Linked DNA regions of Anas platyrhynchos: region 2 is linked to region 1. A link is a contact called in public Hi-C data. All regions are on one chromosome and are shown on one strand. The core of a region is the stretch at or near the end of the contact, and the rest is flanking DNA. Distances in the headings are between cores, read along the strand shown. Region 1 has its middle 23 kb from the start of RAP2B. Region 2 overlaps ARHGEF26 (Rho guanine nucleotide exchange factor 26).

Region 1 (6,078 bases), core at 1,336-3,835:
TGTCTTGCAAAGCTTTGGGATCGCTCCTTTCAATGTGGATTTATGGCCTCACTTTTCACTAAAACATCAGGAATAGGTTAGGTAAAACGTTGGGCAGTTTAAATAAGCACCAACCCTTGCTTCGCCAGGGGATTGACGGGGGACCAGCAGTGGCAGTGCTGGAGCCAGCTCTGGGCTCGCAGCTCCCAGCTGCTGGCCAGCCTTAGCATGGGACCAACCCTGTCCTCCGCTGCTGTACGGAGCTGGTCTCATACTGACACAGATTTTACATAGGCAAAACATATACTTGTTTATTCTGGAAGGAGAACAAACTTATTCTGTAAGCTGTAGTTAGCCATCAGATGTTTAGATATCATGGTACTGGACAGCTGGGTACCGTCCCCGAGAAAGGCTGCCCAATTAAAGAGCCTTCAGATGGAGGCAGTGCAGGCAGGGATGCTAAAAGCCTGTAATAAAACTCTTCCCCGGGCTGACAGAGGTAATTGCTGTGAAAGCCATTTCCATCACGCTCCCCATCACGAAGCCAAAGCACGTGCCGTGAGCACGGCCCGGCTCCTTCTCCACCCAAGGTGCCTCCAGGCCCCTGCCTGCCCAGCACCAGCACTGCCCGTGCATGAAAAACAAGAAGGGGATGGTGGAAAATGCTAATGTGCTTTTCTGAAGAACAGCCTTTCTCTTCCTCTGCAAACCCTCCGAGCCAGGACCCGCAGCCGCAGGCATCGCCATGGTTACTGCTCGGCGCACGCGCGCTGCCTGCTCCGGCGGCACCGGCCGGGATGCGGGAGCAAGGCAGGAGCCAGAGGAGGATGCAGAGGGATGCGATCGCACCTGGGGACATGCTGCCACGAGGCTGGGCCCTTCGGGTCGGCCCTGGGCAGAGATCTGCTCACGGTGCTGTGAAGGCTCGGTGCCAGCCGGGATGTGTGAGCGCAGGCACTGCGCTGGTTGTGGGGACAGGGCGCACACCCAATATCACCTGCCCCATGGCCATGCCCCCGTGGTGCCCCAGTGCTGTTGGCTACAGCTGGGTTCAGTTATATCTGTTTTATTTGGTGGAATTGTCTCTGCACTGACTACACACCTAAGTGCTCACAGCACACGGCAAGCAACATTTGGCAAAGAGCCGCAGCAAAGCAGCGTGTGGCCGGGCCTTCTCGAGGCCATCGACGTGGTGCAGTAGGGTGGAAGGAGGTGAGATGGAAAGCACCAAACATCGCGGGGTCACTGCTCACACCCCAGCAAGAAACGGGACAGCGCCCGCGAGTGAGCCTAACAGAAAGGTGGCGAGGAGGAAACCCTGCGGTGCTGCTCCTTGCCTCCAGCAGAAGTCTGAAGAGCAACGCGTTAGAGTTGCACCTCGTGAGTGCACATGGATGCATCAGCTGCATGCGGGATTGATTAAGATACTTTAAAAAAAAAACCACCTTTTTGAAAGCATTTAGGAAATAGGTGAAGGCAGAGCTAAAGTCCCCCTTGAAAACACGTGAGCAGAAATGGGCTGGTGTTATATCACTGCAAGTCACCAGAAATCACGCTGAAAGCGCCCGGGTTGTGCTTGGTGGTTGGCTTCCCTTTACATCAAAGCCATTTGATTTCTGGAGCCCTCACCCTGAGCCCCCCCCGGGTGACACCAGGCTAACACAGCTGCGGGCAGGGGCTGCGCTGTCACCTGGTCCCTGCGCCAGACCCGAGGCCACCCCTGGGCACAACTGGGGGCAGGATGGGGACAGGAGGGGGGCATGATGGGGACAGGAGGGGGGCAGGAGGGGGGCAGGAGGGGGGGAGGAGGGGGACAGGATGGGGGCAGGAGGCGCTGCCCCCCCCCGGCTGGGCTCGGCCCCGCTGCCCGCAGGGGGCGCCCGCGGCGCGGCACGGCCCGGATCGGATCGGCGGGGAGCGGGGTGCGGGAAGAGGGGAACGGGAAAGGGGAGAAAAAGGGGAGAAGAAAAAGGAGAAGCAAATAAAGAGAGGAAAAGGAGAGGAGAAAAAGTGAAGAGAGGGGAGAAAGAAGAGAGAAAAGCAGAGCAGAGATGAGAAAGCAGAAGAAGAGAAAAAAAAGAAGAGAGAAAAGAGAAGAGAAGAGAAGAAGAGAAGAGAAGAGAAGAGAAGAGAAGAGAAGAGAAGAGAAGAGAAGAGAAGAGAAGAGAAGAGAAGAGAAGAGAAGAGAAGAGACGAGACGAGACGAGAAGAGACGAGAAGAGAAAAAGAAAAGAAAAGAAAAGAAAAGAAAAGAAAAGAAAAGAAAAGAAAAGAAAAGAAAAGAAAAGAAAAGAAAAGAAAAAAAGAAAAAAAAAAGAAAAGAAAAAAGGAGCCATTTCCAGTGTTTGTCCACCCCTACAGCCACCACCTTTTTCGCAGTGTGCAGTCCGATCCTCTCCTGAAGGCTCTCCCTTTCCCTCCCCCCAGCAGGAGGTGCCCAGCCCTCCCAAGTGCTCTGTGCTGCTCTGGGAGCGTTCCCCCCTTGAGCTGTGTGGCAGGAGCAGGCAGGACCGGGATCCCTCGCAGGGTGCCCTGTGGCCCAGCTGTAGCCGCTCGGGCTCAGAGCTTGCCGAGGCTCGCCCCGTGCCCGGGGCAGGTGGTGCAGGAGATGCGGGATTCAGTCACCAGCAGCGGGAGCTGCAGGAGAGCTGCAGCATCGCCCTGCCTGCTGCCCCACTGCGAGGCTGTGCGGCCCTCCTGCCTCCTGCCCCGGGCTGCCAGCAGCCCTGCTCCTGCTCCTGCTCCTGTGCCATGGGGACTCGCTGCCCCTCACGGGTGCACATTCTCTGTGGTAAGGGTAAAACCCTTCCTGGTCAAGAACATGATTTATCGCATCTCTGACAAAACGGAGCAGTGTGGATCTGAGCCACCTGCCTCCATGCAGGATGTGAGATGTTGAAGGCTTCGTCTCCACAATAGCAACCCACACGGTGCTCTGTAATTCTCAATAATTGCCTCGTTTACTTTCCCTGTGCTATCTCAGGTGCTCTGCTCTGTATTTCACTGGCTCTGCTTGCCGTAGATTTGCAGTCTGCATTCAAAGACTGCGAAGCCAGAAGAGATCGCTGTGATTTTCCAGCATGACCTCCTTCATAACACAAACTGCAGCACTCCCCCAGCCACATTCCTGCCTGGCTGCAGCATCTTGTGTAGGAAAAAATTATCTCGTCTTAAAAAAGCCACTGGGGTAGGAGGCTCATGCTGGCTCTCAGGGAAGCGCTCCAGTGCGTGGTTGTCCTGGCTCTTCACGTTTGCCCCCACTCTGGCATCACAGAGCTTCAATGTGTAAGCACTGGATCTTAAACACGCTTTTGTCTGCCAGACCAGAGAGACCTAAAGGCAGCGAATTTTTGTTCTCTTTAGGTGTTCATAAGCTGTAATCAAATTACTGTAATTATTTGTCTGACAAACTAGCCAGGGTAAGCTCTCTAGTGCAGAGTGCTGAATATGTTCTGAAACCGGACCTTAAGTTTTAATCCACCACCTTCCAGATCTGAAGGAGAAGCAGCAGCTATTTTTGTGCAGTTTTCTTGTCTTCATTTTTAAATCTAAGTGAATGTAAAAGCAATTCCACAGCCAACCAAAATGTGATAAAGGGACAAATGTATAAAACAAATCCAAGGGCACTCATAGCACTGCAGTGCTGAAAACATTCAGCAGTCTGGATGCGGGCTGGTGGTGGCCGAGCAGAGAGCATCCTGCCAGCTACTGAAATCCCGGTAGCGTCGATCCAACCAGTGTTGCTGAACATTGCACAGCCTCTCGAGCTACGCATGTTGCCTTGGAGACATTTTTCATGCAGCAGCGTGGACAAGGTTTCCTTGCGCAGTTCATGTTTGACTTGTATCACGACGCTTGCATCCCTCCTGCCCTGGTGCTATCCAGCGCTGCAACGTGCTCATCCCCACACTGCTGCAGAAACAACTCCCAAAACCTAGCCAAAACTGCGGGGACCTGTATGGTTTGGAGTTTCCATTTTCCAGGTCTGCTTGCAGGGTACACGGGAACCCTAGCCAAACACCTGATTCACCCCTCTTTAAGGTACAGCAACTCCAGAAGCTAGGTTTAAGAGCAATTAGTGGAGCAGTCTGGTTTGAAAAGCAGGAAGGGAGCCTCAGAGCTGGAGGGCAGTGCTGCAAGCCCCGGCTGCTCCAGGAGGAGCAGGGATGGGGAGGGATTTCTCTCCCTTCACTTCCAGCCTGGCCCTGCAGTGCTGAGCTGACCCCTGAGGGCCAGCAGCACACACGGGTCCCTGCCGGGTCACTGCAGCTGGTCATGGTCACGGTCACGGTCACGGTCATGGTCACAGTCACGGTGCTCCCCACACCCCGAGCACAGCCACGGGCAGCCAGGCTGGGCACTGGACTTGAATGCTGGCCGTGCAATCAGCACAGGCTTTGTGCTCGCAGTTATAAAAGTATTTGGGCCCCCGGGTCTGCATGCTGGGCAGCGCAGTGCTCTGCCTCTCTGCTCTCATACCGGCTGAAATCTTTCCGTACACATGTAAATCCTCCAGCTAATGCCCCAGGTAGAAGGCCCGCTGTTTATTCATGTGCATGGTGGCTGCCAGCAGCTAGACCTGTTAGGAGAGGTTCCAGTTCACGAGGGGTTAGGAGGCTTGCCCAGCGTGGGCACTGGGAAAGGAGAGCTGCTTTACAAGCCAGCAGCTGCTCACTTTGGGAGGCATTTTGGTCCTGCTCTGCAGCTGAGACCAAATGCTTTTCTGTCAGTAGGTTAAAAACAAAGCAGCAAGAGACATATCAGTAAGGCGGCAGCAGGCCATAATCCTCGGTGGTTAAAACTCTGCAGGACTCAGTATTGGTACTTTGGGGTAGCTCAGTGGAAGGCAGTGGAATTGCAGCAGCTTCCACCAGCCGCTGATGAAGTCTTTGCATTCTTACTTCATCCTCACTGAGGGGATATTGCTGGACCTGGGCCAAATGACCGATTCCTGTTAAACTCCCTGGTTTGGATCGCGCAGACCAAGGCATGCACGGGAAGCTGCTGCCGTGCTCACGTGGACGTGACGGAGCTGGCAGCCGTGCCATGTCCTTACACGAGGATTTGCTCGTGCTGCAGGAGAGCAGTGCTGACGGGACACACCAGCTGCCCCAAAGGCAGCCCTCGGCACGTGTCCTGCGGCTCTGACTGCTCCCAGCCTTGATCTTGCCGCAGTGGCTGGAAGGTTTCGTGTAAGTGCCTACAAACGCGCCGCTTGTTAAGGGGAACAGGTATCGGCTCACCTCTCTGGGTGCTCTCCAGGCGTCCCACATCCCTTTTATGTTTGGCTCACACACCTACCAGGAGACTAATCCTGTTTGTTAATCTGATTCTTTTTGTCACCTTGTTTGGCTGAGGGAACTGATTTTAAAATAGACAAGATTGTAAACAAGAGCAGCAAATGGTGCTTGAAAGCTCCTGAGCCCCAGTGCTCCCATTGTTGCAGCGAGGAAGTGAGCCGCCTGAATTACATCTGCATGTGTCAGACCCAGCCGGGCCTCCAGCTTCAAGCCCTCGGGTCTGGTGGAGCCTTTTGTCTGCGGATGTAAAACCTCAGACAGCATTTGGCCACCGCTCCCTCTGCAGATAACCCCGCTTGGGGCAATTTGCTTAACTTTGTTCTGAGGCTGTCAGCGGCGGCCACGGAGGGACCCTCAGTGGGTTACATGCAGTGCTCACACAGAGGCTCTGTAACAAGCCTTCAAACACACACCCATACGGGGTTAGTTTACAAAAAACAAACTGCTAAAATGAGGATATATATGAATAAAATGTTTACAAGATTTGTAATATTCACATACTATTACTGCCCCGTGTGAGCAGGTCTCCAGTACACCGTGACACGGACAGATGGGAAGAAATGAGCCAAAAGGCTCCTGAGGGATGGGTGCCCCTGGCTGGCCGTACAGCAAGAGCAGCTCTTAACTCCCCTTGGAAACTGTCCCCATTCCCAGGTCTGTGTCAGCTCGCGTTCAGAGGAAAAAGGCTGAGAAAACAGGGGAAACCGCTATAAATTCTCACGACTGTCTGACGGGTGCACAGGATTAGTTAAGAGTTCAAGGAGCTTTGTCACTTTATTAAGAATATGCAAGGAATTTT
Region 2 (6,593 bases), core at 3,837-6,336, 200 kb after region 1:
CCCGGCCGTCCCGGGGAGCAGTTTGCCGTATAAGTCGAAGCAGCACGCTGTGCCTCCCAGCTCCTTGCTGTGCCTCCCAGCTCCTCAGGGCCCGGCGCTGCCTGCCCAGCCCGCAGCCAGACAGGGTCAGCAGGTCTAGGACAAGGGTCAGCAGCCCCAGTGCAGCGAGGCTCGGCGCATCCCTGCTCACGGGCTGCTTTCAGGAACGATTTCCATGCGTCAGAATCACCGCTGCGATAACTGCATTTTGAATACTGAGTGAGCAAGGGTTCCCAAAACCTTTTTATAATGAGAATGACGACATTTTAGCTACGAAAAAGATAAAGGGTGCGTTGTATACTTACAGTGCTCCAGAGGTCTTATGCTTTAACTTTAATGATGCTTTATTAATCATAATCTTCTCAGCTGCAATTTCACCTTTTGGTTGAAATTGCAAGGTTGTGCTGTGTTCTCTGCCCCATTCAGTAGGTTAAGTGGCATTCAGCTACCACAATTTCTTCCTTTTTTTATGGACACTGAAGGTAATATTCTGCCACGAGGAGAATCAGGCAATATAATTCACATCTTGAGAGTTCTTTCTGTCTGCCTCATGATTCACACGGACTACACTACAATTCTTGTTATTTGTGTCACCTTTGGGAAACTTGCTTTCTCTTGAGCTAGTGAAGAAATGCTTTCACACTGCAGAGTACGATGACATTACTGTCTTGTTAAATATGGGTTATTTACTTTATGCATACTGCTTCTAGGTTTGTATATCCTTCAGAATGATTTTTCAGCTTTCCTCTTCTAAATCCCAAACCACAGACAAAAATATCATCCATCCCCTGCATAGCTGATGAGCGTAACTGCTGGGTTTGGATACCCATTTGCCTGCTGTCAGGCGCGGTGGAGCTTCCACAGCGGGCACTTTGCAACTGCCCTGGGGAAGAGGAGACGGGGCTACAGAGGAGGTGATTCCCTGGTACCTCAGGCAGACCTGGAAGCTTACACTGTAACAACACTCTGCTAAAAAAGGGACACACAGGTAGCTCTGAACTTAACAAAAGTCAGGTTCTTCCTTTTTTCCAGCATGCCATTTTGAAGAGGTGGTTGCATGTTCTGGACAGTAATGCTGAGTTGTCTGTGAGCTGGCTCTGCACTCTGCGAAGCTCAAGGGAGCTCCAGAATTAATGAAGTCCTGTTGTGTCCAACTAAAGTAACACTGCTTACTGAGCTATTCGTAACATCTACCAGCAAAGTCCTGAGATCTTTTAGAAGATTTCAGATGACTTGCAAAGAGATGTATGTTTTTGTATGAGGATACATTTATTGAATACTCTTCTCTCCCATAATATCCCCTAAGGACACCACTATAACCCCATCTGTTTTCATGGCTCTATGGCTTGTCAGCTCCTGAGATTGCCTTGACATTGGAATGCAGCTGGACCCCATACACTGGAAATCACCCAAAGGTTAAATACTACTTGGGAATGTTACCTGTTCACAGCTGCTTGAAAAAATATGCGTTTTTAGCCAAGATGCCAGGAATGATTTTGTAACTAAAGTAATCATACAAAAAAAAGTGATTAAAAATTGCTGAGGATTTATAAAGGACATTTACTGCTTTTTTTTTTTTTTTTTAAATATATATACATGTGATAAGGGAAATAGGGAGAATCACCACATGCTTTCTGTTAAAGAATAGGTGGCCTAGGACTGGTGTCTGGTCTTCATAAAAGTGCCTCCACGATGTGCAGGCCTTCCTTGCGAGGGGATGTAAAGTAGCCCTGTTGCTCTGTGTTCTGAGTCAAAATAAGAGTTTGGCAAAAAGTTCAGCCATAAACTGAAGGTGCACGTCAGTGCGTCTGTGTTAGCTGATTACTGTCGTTTTAAAAAATGTGTTAAATGTCCCTCCTGTTACTGCACTGCCTGGTGGGAAGATTTCATCCCCATTTACGTCCATCTGCTTGCTCTGGCTGCAGTGCCTCCAGCCCTCAACCAGCCGTACCTGTGCACTGCTGGTCAGGAGAAGTCTGTGGGCCTCCTGGAGAGCACAGGGGTAGAAAGATAAAGACTCCTCAGGAGTTCAAAGCAGGCTGTTCTGTTGAATGGAGATAAGAGGAATTTGTAGAGGTTTATCTCAGGTGATTAATTAGTTAGGAATGCATTCGTTATTTACTATGCAAATGTATGCACTACTTTTCTTTCTTTTTAGGTTCAGGATCCCAATGACTACAGCATCCCTAGCTGGTTTTGCTAGTTCTGTCCTTGGCTAGGCAGCAATTGCTGCGTAAAAGTTGTTTAAAAACGGAACTGACTTCTTAAAAACAAACAAGGAAGGGGAAATCACACACCTGGTGGAAAACTAAGCATTTTAATGTTGTGTTTTTCTCCTTTGTTTTACAGTGAAGAGAGTTACAATGTCACAGATTATTCTTTAAGGGATCAGCTCGTGGTACAACAGTGTGACAGTGAGGACCTGACCTCTTCTCCTGTAAAGAACACTTCAGCTATGCTGTACTCGCGGCAGAGCGCTACAGTGTACCTCTTCAGATTGGCAGTCCTCAGTAACCACGCAGGAGAGAAGGTGGAGATGCTCTTGGGAACAGACACTCAGTAAGTAAATAGTTATAACTTCTGTAATTTTTCACCCGATCATCTCAACAGGTTGTTGTTGATATCTGATCAGCAGTGACCGAGGAAGGATTACATTAAAAATGACCCCGTATTTATCACGGGCCACGCTGGCGTCCTGTTCAGCAACGCTGGAGAGTTTGTTGTTCCACCTGCTGACTGCTGTGATTTGCACTGTTTTTATTCCATTAAGTGTGCACTTCCGAAGCTAGGCAAGGTAACAGAACAAGCCTTTCTGTTTTTTTAATGATTGACAGAGAAGAAGAATGTGCAGCTTGTGTAAGATCCTAGATAGAGGAATAAATATTTACTGGAATAAAATAGAGCCTCTCCAAACCTGGTTCAGTTTCTCATGGATAATCGTGTCATGACAGGGCTCAGGGGTTTGAAGTCCCTGTCATGTTATTGTCATTCTCTTTTCTTGATGTCATGTTGTAGGGATAATAGCAAATTGAGTACACACGCTAAAATTATGTAAACTGAAGTATCTGTTACTAGGTGCTATTGTTCTAGGTCTACAGACCAAGAATTAACTGTGCTTCTGCCTCAGAGACTGCCAGCTCCCTAGCCAGTGAGTAATGGCGTGGCCGTGCCTTGCAGTGTGTTACATTAATACCATTAGGATAAGTAAATTGAGAGCCCATTAGAGGGTAGAATAGAAAGGAGAGATGACAAAGCTCCACTTGTATGTTGTACGGTGTGGTCTGAAATAGAGTTCTCATCACAAAGCCACATCTGACTTTCTGCAAACATTTTGCTGCCTCTTCCAAACCTGCAGCCAAATGGATAAGTACAAAGCTGGTGGTGCTGTTTTTTCCCCAAGTAATGCAGCAAGGAACAAAAAAAGGAACTAAAAAATACATTGAGGTAATGCAGAGGAGTCCATGGTGATGCAAGGTACAGTGAACTACAGTCGTGCATTGCTTCAAGGTGCTGAAAGATTATCTGTGATAGCTTTGCGTAAAAATGCTTCTCATAAACAGGAACCAAAAACCTTAGGTTTAACACTTCTTATTTTTGCAAAAAAAAAAAAAAGGAGAACTGACATGACCATTCCTAAACAGTAAAGGCTTTTTGTTGCATGTTAGTTGGAGAGGGTTTTCATCAGAGGGAAGGTGTGTAAGTCAGTGTAATGTTGCTGAAGACAGCAGAGTATCTGAAGGGTAATCCAGGCTGAAGATAATAATAATGCTGGATTTCTGAATCCCTTCTGGTGGTTATTGGTGAGGCAAACATGCCAGGGCTGCAGGACAGGGATTTACGGGGGATTGGAGGGGGGAGCGTGGGGAGAAGCTTTTATGTACAAAATTAAAGGTGGTGTTTTCCAAACTGAGCTTAAAATGCAACCCTTCTGATTCGGGCAAAGAGCAGACTACAGGCTGTCAGTGCTCTCATTTGCAGTCCTCACTTAGCGTCAAGATAATTAGCTCATTCTAATTAAGCCAAATCTAGTGAAAGTTAATTATTGTTCTATTTGCTGCTTACAGTAGGATGACCTCAGGCTTTAGTGGCGGGTAATGTAGTTTAAAATTACTTTAAAGACGGAGTAAGCAGTGTAGCTGCCATTAACCTTTCACCTTGCCCTGGATGCGTTTTTCCCGTGCGAGGTTCAGAGGCTCCCAGGCACAGCCCCTCAGGACCCGGCTGTCTTTGGAGCTTACAGAGAGGGTCTGACTGGCACAGCTCCGGGTCTTGGCCACTCTTGGTGTTAAGGTGCTGTCTCTATTAAGCATCACAATACCTCTGTAGCTACGTGACTTGTGTGTGGCATAGCTCAACTTCTCTGCGTAACGTTTCCAACCTGCGTTGCCTGCATACACTCCCAGTTTAAATTGTGAAGTGCTCAGTTTCTGGAGCAGTTTCATTTGAGCTTCTCTAAGTCTCTGGATCATTGTTGAGATCCCAGAGACGACTGTGGACAATGAAGGTTAGTTACCCAAATACTACAAACATGACAACGCTCTGAGATGTGGCTGGGGCTTTGGGTGGCCCTGTGTGGACCAGGAGCTGGGCTCGGTGACCCTTGTTGGGTCCCTTCCAACTGGGATGCTCTGTGGTTCTGCTTCCACTTGAACTACAAATGGGGCTGAGTTATCGCTGTTGGTTGTCGTAGCATAAGTACATGATAGGTCAAATACTTCTCTAATATTTTCTTCTGAGTGCTGGAAGTTGAGCAGTGGGTTTTCTGCCTTGCTTGCCTGTTAGCAGAGAACTTCCCTCAAATAATCACTGGGGCCAGGGGGTAAGTGCCTGAAGTAAAGTGGAGAGCAACGAGTGTCCTGTGGTTGCAAGCAGTCTGTACACCTGCCTTCTGCAGGGCGCTTGGATGTGCAGCTGCCTCTCCAGGACTTACCGCTGCAAGTGGCAGCAAACACTGACCGGAGTGCGTTGGGTCCGGTGCTGAGCGGTGCTGTCCCGGGGCAGCTTTGTGAATCCTGTACCAGAGCGGAAACTGCAGGACGGGATGGAGGAGGAGTTTGGCACTGCCGCGGGGAAGCTGCGCTGGATAGAGGTGGTCCTTGTTCTCCTGGGGCAGTGCTGGAGTGCTCTGCTTTAGAAAAGGGCAACAAGCAGCGTCTTGTTCTTGCGGGTGCGAGTCTCGGAGAGGCCATCGCTTCTGTGTGGTGCCATTAACATCCACACAGCCCTTCACAGAAGTGAAAGATGGTATCTGTTCCGCGGAGGCTGGGGGCGGGACACAAGACATGAAACAGAACGCTCCAGACGCATCCCAGCCTGGAAAAACTTACAGTTTTAGGTTTGCTTTCAAAGTTTAGAATAACTCTGAAAGAAACTATAGATCGTTAATGATTCCTATTAAAGATCTTATTATAAAGTAAGCAGATGATTCAGACTTGCTTGGAAATGCGATTTTATTGGGAAAAAAATGAAGCACATTTTTAGTTGTCTGGGCTTTTTATAAAAAGACATTTTGTTCTACAGAATATTACTGCTTGCCTATATAAGGTTTGTGATATAAATAGCAGTCCATCAGATTATCTTTCAAGGGAAAAAGTCTCTGACAATACCTCCTTGATTTGAAAACTTTTAATAGAGCGTTGCCGTGTGTGGTGTGCTCAGGGCTCCGACAATCCCAACTTTTTGTAACTTGAGGCAAGCGCGATGGGGAGGGCAGCGGCAGGAGGAGGGCCCAGCTGGACGCTTCAGAGCGCTCACTGATCGGAGCGATGCATGTTCAAAGCAAAACGTTTGTGTTGACTACGATTTCCAGCGCAGTTTGATCGCGTTGTGTCACTTTGTGTGGCTCGTGGTTCCCAGGTACAGCAGTAGAGGCGCAGGGTCCGGAGCGTTGTGGTGGTGGGGCACGGCCGGCAGCTGAGGGTGGCATCAGGGGAAGGCTCCTCACAAACCTCATGTGTCTTTCGTGGCCTGTTCCCACCGAATTACAGCTCTGGAGCAGCTGTAATTGTGCCTGCTGCTGGAGGTGGAGGGTTAAATTACAGGGTCACTTAGCATTAGATGATCCACTGGCGCTGGCATCTTTTTGTGTTTGTCTCCCGGTCTGTCTGTTTACACAAGTAACATCGATTCCCTTGAAAAATACACGGAAAGCTATGGAAGGACAAAGGCTTTTTTGGTCAGAGGTTGGACTCGAGGATCTTGAGGTGTCTTCCAACCTAGACAACTCTGTGATTCTGTGATTCCCTAGTCTGGCTGAGAGCTGTGGTTTTTTGGACTGGATTTTTCATATTCATGCTTAACACTGCCTTCTGGGGAGAGGGTGACTTCAGTGGGAGTAAAGTTGTTTTGTGTTCACCAACTATCTGGTGTACGTGGATTTATGAAGAAACACATACTTAGATAGGAAGGCAGTCTGGTATTATCCCATTTTTTAAGAGTTGTTTGAAAGGAAATGTAATTTTCTTATTAAGACTGGTTATAGGAAAATACGGATCTGTAAATAACATGTTTCTAAAAATAAGAACAAAATTAAGGTTGTGCAAAATTGTATATGT

What was found. Hi-C and Micro-C count contacts between places; a contact is called where the count stands out from the background.
Region 2: a Hi-C map of subcutaneous adipose tissue shows a contact between it and region 1, with 4 times the contacts expected there. The contact joins two enhancer-like sites. A contact is called at or near these places in 3 of 8 Hi-C or Micro-C datasets (skeletal muscle, small yellow follicle and subcutaneous adipose tissue).

Annotation. Positions count from the first base shown.
Region 1 is chr9:898,051-904,128 of IASCAAS_PekinDuck_T2T, forward strand. No RefSeq gene overlaps it. Among named protein-coding and RNA genes, the nearest start is that of RAP2B, 23 kb to the right of the region's middle. Within about 2 kb of position 2,586, at least 4 of the 8 cell types and tissues checked have an H3K27ac peak or open chromatin away from gene starts, as enhancers often do. A contact at or near this core is called in subcutaneous adipose tissue, where this site is marked.
Region 2 is chr9:1,095,430-1,102,022 of IASCAAS_PekinDuck_T2T, forward strand. ARHGEF26 (Rho guanine nucleotide exchange factor 26) reads left to right here. Exons shown (of 14, transcript XM_027464549.3): 11 at 2,389-2,598. Among named protein-coding and RNA genes, the nearest start is that of DHX36, 27 kb to the right of the region's middle. Within about 2 kb of position 5,087, at least 3 of the 8 cell types and tissues checked have an H3K27ac peak or open chromatin away from gene starts, as enhancers often do. A contact at or near this core is called in subcutaneous adipose tissue, where this site is marked.